Linked DNA regions of Mus musculus: region 1 is linked to region 2. A link is a contact called in public HiChIP or PLAC-seq data. All regions are on one chromosome and are shown on one strand. Each heading gives the region's core, a stretch centred on a gene start, on an enhancer-like site or on the middle of the called end of the contact. The rest is flanking DNA. Distances are from core to core; before and after follow the strand shown. Region 1 holds the start of 4933427E11Rik (RIKEN cDNA 4933427E11 gene). Region 2 overlaps Mroh5 (maestro heat-like repeat family member 5).

What was found. HiChIP or PLAC-seq counts read pairs in DNA pulled down with a chosen protein or histone mark.
Region 1: a contact with region 2 is called in a CTCF HiChIP or PLAC-seq map of pro-B cells, with 6 times the contacts expected there. The contact joins the promoter of 4933427E11Rik here to the enhancer-like site in region 2. A contact is called at or near these places in 7 of 39 promoter capture datasets (the 3T3-L1 cell line, the C10 cell line, cranial neural crest and 3 more), 1 of 15 datasets of contacts at CTCF or cohesin (pro-B cells), 2 of 484 Hi-C or Micro-C datasets (the HL-1 cell line and the N1E-115 cell line) and 6 of 115 datasets of contacts at active chromatin or transcription factors (embryonic forebrain, embryonic stem cells, large pre-B cells and 1 more).

The regions. Positions count from the first base shown.
Region 1 is chr15:74,707,816-74,710,550 of GRCm38.p6, reverse strand. It overlaps 4933427E11Rik (RIKEN cDNA 4933427E11 gene), which reads right to left and starts at 1,390. Exons shown (of 1, transcript NR_033197.1): 1 at 177-1,390. It overlaps Jrk (jerky), which reads left to right and starts at 1,229. Exons shown (of 2, transcript NM_008415.6): 1 at 1,229-1,304; 2 at 2,687-2,735.
Region 2 is chr15:73,788,409-73,791,350 of GRCm38.p6, reverse strand. Mroh5 (maestro heat-like repeat family member 5) reads left to right here. Exons shown (of 11, transcript NM_001368162.1): 8 at 473-631; 9 at 1,259-1,381; 10 at 2,053-2,132. Among named protein-coding and RNA genes, the nearest start is that of Ndufb4c, 20 kb to the left of the region's middle. Within about 2 kb of position 1,315, at least 52 of the 459 cell types and tissues checked have an H3K27ac peak or open chromatin away from gene starts, as enhancers often do. A contact at or near this core is called in pro-B cells, where this site is marked.

The sequences.
Region 1 (2,735 bases), core at 141-2,640, 920 kb before region 2:
TGGGTGTGGGGCATGAGGAAGAGTTCAGGGTGAGTGGGATGGTGGAACTGCCAGGAAAAACCATGGGTAGCACCAGGCCAATCACAAGGCTCCCATCTTCATTTCAGAAACACTGTGTTCAAGGTGCATGTTATGTCCAGGTCCTGGGAAGAGACAGAAGTTTCGACATCAGAGAGGAGATTCTGGAAGGAGACATGGATTTGGGAGCCACCCAGCCTTCCTTGGTATTATTAAAAATCTTGTACTGGAGATCCCTGGGGAATTTGAATGGAGAGAGCAAGAGATTTAACAAGAGAGGGTGGGGAAGAACAGGCAGACGGGTCCTGGGTACTCAGGCAAGGGTGTGAATTAAGGAGGAACAAGTTTCCACAATCTGTGTTTCTATGGAGCTGTGACTAATCACCCCCGTGTGGAGGTCCCAAAACAACACAATTATGTTTTCTCCCACTTCTGAGGACCCAGGGTACTGAGATCAGGGTGCCAACAGGTCTGTAGTCCGAAGTTTCCCCGCCTTTTGGAGCTCCTGTAAACCACTTGCACTTCTTGAATGGTAGTCTTCCTCCATCTTCAAAGCACAAGGCTCAGGCTCTGTTGTCAGTTCATAGCCTTCCTTTGGAGTGTCTTCTCTCACTCGATCCTTTAACAACGAACCGTTGTGCTTACAGACAATCAGAATAAACTTTATACTTCGACGACTTTCTTTTGGTTATGCCTGCCAAGTTCCTTTCAGCTCTTGAACTCGCAGGTTCAGGGATCTAGAGACTGGGCACCCACACAACTGATCGAATTCAGGTATGTTCAACATACAAAATGGTTCATTTCATCTCAATGCCTCTCAAAGCCTCTACGCTATATACTACGATTCAAATCTCATCATCAGCATCGTCTAAATTGGACACGTTTTGAATCCTAGCTAAAAGAAGGGTCCACAAGGATGGAAAGGGGGTCCTGGCAACCGGCGGGCCTTGGGTACCTCCCACCGCAAGGTGGCGTTGGACCCAGCCTTCCGTCCGTGCTCTCCGGGCCATGGCTCCCAGGATCGGACGCTCCGCTCGAAGATTCCGTTCCTCAGGAAACGCGAAGCGCCCTGTGGCTTTTGTTGTTCTACCGGAGGCTGAGCCGCTGGGCCCGGACCGCTTCCTTGCTTGGTCGCCCCTTAGCGACCTAGACACCACCGAGACAGAAGTCTCCCGGTGGTCTAGAGCGTCCCCCGGAAGTGGGTCGGGGAAGGCCGAGAAGAGCGGGCCGGTGGAGAGCTGCGTGGCTGGCGTTTCCGGCCGGTAGCGGCGGCACGGGGTCCGCAGGTGAGTGGGGCTGGGCCGTGCGGGGCTGGGCCGCCGCCTCCGCCGACTGACTTGGAGGCTCATCCCAGAGCCGGACGATCATCGTTGTTTCTGCGCTCGGGAATCGAGTCGCATTCGGGACTCGAGCATCCCTTCTCAGGTCCCCTCGGCTCCCAGGCGCTTCACCAGTCCGCAGACCGGGCAAGCTCGGTTATTCCTGGCTCTCCCCGGACCCCTTCATTCGTTTCTTGCCTGTGTTTTGAGTTTTTTGTTTTTTGTTTTTTTTCCCCCGTGTGTCGTCTGGGCTGCAGCTAGGTTGCAGGCTGTTTCTTCCATCCATTCCCCAGACGTCTCAGGACCTGCGGGAAGAAATTTGCCTCTCCTCTTAGGAGCTTCTCCCACTTTATACTCCCGCTCCAGAAAAGGTCCTTTAAGCTTCTGTTCAAGTGGTCCTTGGTTATCAGTGTTCCCTTGGAACAGTTCTTCCCAAGGTAGAAGCCTCCTGGATCTCTGCAGTCACGTTTAAGAGGTTCTAAGAGTGGTACCAAATTCAAATTTCCTCTTTCCCCTTTCCCCCTACATTAGCACTTACTGGGTAGCCCAGGCTGGCACTGTACTCAAAGCCATTCTGCCTCAGTCTCTCAAGTGCTGAGATGGTAGGCTTGGACCACTACATGGAGCTTGGCAAAAATTTCATTTCTGAAGTGGGTGTCTTCAGTCACTAAACCACTCTCAACACATCTGCAGGGCAGGCACTAAGCCATCATAAGTTGAGCCTCCCGGTAGCCTAAGTTGCTGAGGAATTCCTCGGCTGCCTGGGTTAAACATTACCCCTGAGAGTAGACTCTGGCCTTGATTTCCCTCTGCTCCACAGTGAAGTGCCCACAACAAATACTGTGTGCCAGTGGTATGCACACTATCCTCGATCTAACTAGCAGAGGAGAGCCTTGGGGACCAGCACTGAGTTCTGCAGACCAGGAGACTGACTTAAGGGAATAGAGTTACACAGCTGGCCGGTGGCAAGCTGTATTCCCTGCCTATCTTTGGAACTTCATTTGAATAAATGACTCGTGTGTCTTATGTTGTGGTCTGGGGTGCACTTTTATACTGCTTGTGGAAGTAACTCTGTGGCCTTCTGACTTATCGAATGCTCGATTGGGAGGAGCATTCCAGATAAGATTTACAGGGAGAGAGAAGGCGTTAGTTATGCATTGTGACTCTTAGCCTTTTCTGAACATTTCTAAAGGTTGCTGGTGCTGCTTACTGTGTCGTCTGAAAGGAAGGGCTGGTTAACACACACACACATACACACACACAGGCCAAATGGCACTGATGTTTAAAATCTAAGCATATCTTGAGTGCTTGCTCTTAGTAACATTTTTCTTTCTCCTCTGCTTTTCTAGTTCCTGGAGTGTATGGGTTAAGCAACGTTGTGAATCCTCACAAGGAGTA
Region 2 (2,942 bases), core at 66-2,565:
GCATGCCTCAGACTCTCCGTGGGTACCTGTCACTGTTTTTGCAATGTCACCACGCTAGTACCGTGGTGACATCTGAGAGGAGAGATGACTCTGGGCCACAGTCAAGCAGGAAATTCCACTTTGCCCATTACTGTCTGCCTGGATGGAAGCATGATCTTTCCAGCCCCCCCCCCCCCGGCAGCCCATAAGTGTGTGGTGTGCCCATCAGGGTGCTGGGCTGTAGGGAAAGACTATCACGGGAGAGGCCTCAACTCTTCCAGTTCCAATGGAGCCTAGTACAATGCCTTTGATGTCCTGGTATAATCAGCCTAACTCCCTGAAAATCTAATTTCACTTCTGCTGTTCTCATTTGGTGAACAAAGACCCTCTGGACACTCCCTTCCCCCACCTTGCTGGGATCGGGGTACCCCCTTCTCACCACTCCCCAAGTAGACAGTGGGCAAGACCCAACCCCAAATCCACTCCTACCCAGCTCCACGGCCAGAACACTGAGGACCTTCGGTGGAAGTGGGCCAGCAGCACCATCCTCCTCTCCTACGGCCAGATGGCAGCCTGGGCCAAGAACCACATCCTGCCCTGGGTGGACAACATCTTATCCAGGATGATCTTCTACTTCCACTTCAGCTCCTGGGTACAGGTTGCCTTGCTCACCATCACCCCAGTCCTGCACCTTCCCCAGGACAGAGCTAGGACTCCGGCTCTGCCCTGCCCCGATCATGAACTCAGGGAAGCCTAGGGCCAGCCATCTTTAGCCTTTGCCCAAGTCCCCTGCCCTCCCACCAAACCTCCTGTGCTGTGCATTGCCCCTGTGCCTTTATTACCCTGAAATTTCCTCTGGTCTGATAAGAACCCCATTCCCCCACTTCTTACAATGCAAATACTGGATTTTCACATGGGGGAGGGCTGGATCCTAAGAGGCCAGGGTGATGCCTTTCTCCGAGGAGCACCATAGCCTGGCTTGTGATAGCCAGGATAAGTCTTGCCCATCCAGGCTGTAGGTACCACACTCCAGAAACCCTCACAGGCCCCTCTCACATTTTGGCCAGGCTCACAGAATTCACATGCTTAAACCAAGATCATGCGCTCCTTCCTAAGGAAGGCCCTACCCACCAGCTCCCAGCCCGGTGGTCCCCACCACACCCCTCTCACCCTGACTCAAGTGTGCCTGAAGATGGTGGCCTCGGCCTCGCTTCTTGCTTTCTCCCACAAGCTCCTTGGCTCTCAGCCTGATCTGTCCCCTGGGGCCTGACCTACACAGGATGAGACCCTGAAGCAAAGCTTCCTTACTGCTATCACGATGCTGGTGGGAGCCATCAGCCGGAACGAAGGTGCCCACAGCTACGAGTTCTCCCAGACTAGTGAGCTCCTGGAGTGTCTGATGGTATGTGCACAGGAAGCCTGCCCCTCAGAGCAGCCCTCCTAGGCAGAGCTTCCTCTCTCAGACCAGCAGCTTTCTTAGATACAGGGAGCCTCCTCCCTCAGACCTGGGAAAGGGCAAACACAGGAAATACTCCATATACCCCGAGTTAGTTGGGTCTTGCTGGAACCCTGAGCAGACCGGGTATGGCCACAGTACAGGCAGTGCCATTGAGACCCAGAAAGGCCGACACACTCCATTCTGCTTAATTTCTTGGCTTGGGTCCCAGACCAATCACTTCGGATTTTGGGTACCCATGTAGATTCTTTGGGATATTGAGAAATGCACAAGAAGCTGGGCAGTAGTGTCAGGAGCAAAGGGCCATTGATCAAAACAGGTTGGGTCCTGTCCCCTGCCTGAGATCAAACAGAAAAGTGGAATGATTTCTAAGGAAGAAAGAGGCAGAGCAGCTTAGAGCTAGTCCAGGGCCGGGCAGCTAGGACTCAGTATTCAGGGCTCAGACCTGACCTGTCTTGCACCAGAGACCACGCTGGCTCTATAAGGATGGACCAGATCTCACTGCAAGGTGGCTAAAGACAAGCAGCAGCATCACCCAGGTTGCATGGAGTGGTAATAAGACTTGGTGTCAGAGGTGGGGTCTGCTAGCCTCTGCACCTTCTCCCGTGAACTTACAGACACTGATGGAGAAAGAGCCGCAAGACACACTGGTCACCAGCATCCGCCAGCAGGCCATCCATATTGTCTCCAGCCTCTGGTAGGTTGCAGTCTGTGATGACTGCCAACTCCCTGCCCAGGCTGCTAGCAGGACAAGGTAGAAGGAAGTCAGGCATCAAGGCCCTGCAAGGCAGAGCAGTTAAGCCACTGCAGGTCACAGAGAGCATTTAGTCTGAGCACAGCCACTCCACAGAGACAACCCCCCTCACCAATACTCAAGTAGGCCAAGCATCTAGATCCAGCCAAGCCCCAGGGAAAAGGAGTGAAGCTGGATCTAGAGAGCCAGAGATGCAGGACCCAGTTTATCTCTCCATCCACAGACCACGAAGGAGATTATAGACCAGGGGGCTCACAGCTGCCTACTCACAGACCATAGCAGGCGATCCACATGACCTTTGGCAGGGTGGCATGTGGAGCTGGGTGGCTATCCACTCTGACTGCATTTCCCAGGTGCTAGCCTTCACTTCCTATCTGCCTGCCGCACAGTCACTGCTAGGCCCTGCATGGTGTCTGGGGACACAGCCGGAAGCCAGCAGCAAACACCTCTGTTTTCCAAACATGGCCCTGAGATGGGATACATACACCACACGGGACTGAGAAAAGTGCTGAAAGAGACGGAAGCAGGAAGCGAGACAGGGAGACTGTGTGTAACGTCTTCATGGTAGGAGCCCCAGCGCTGGCTGAAGGAAGTTGATTGACAGTTGGTAGGGTATTGCTTCGTAGACTGTTCCTATAAGCCTGGTGCTCTGCTAGAGTCCAGGGCATGGCCTGCGGATGTCTGAAAGGCGACTGTTGAGGAAATCCTGCATGGATGAGTCAGTCAGTCAGTGAGCCCTGCAGGTACATTGCT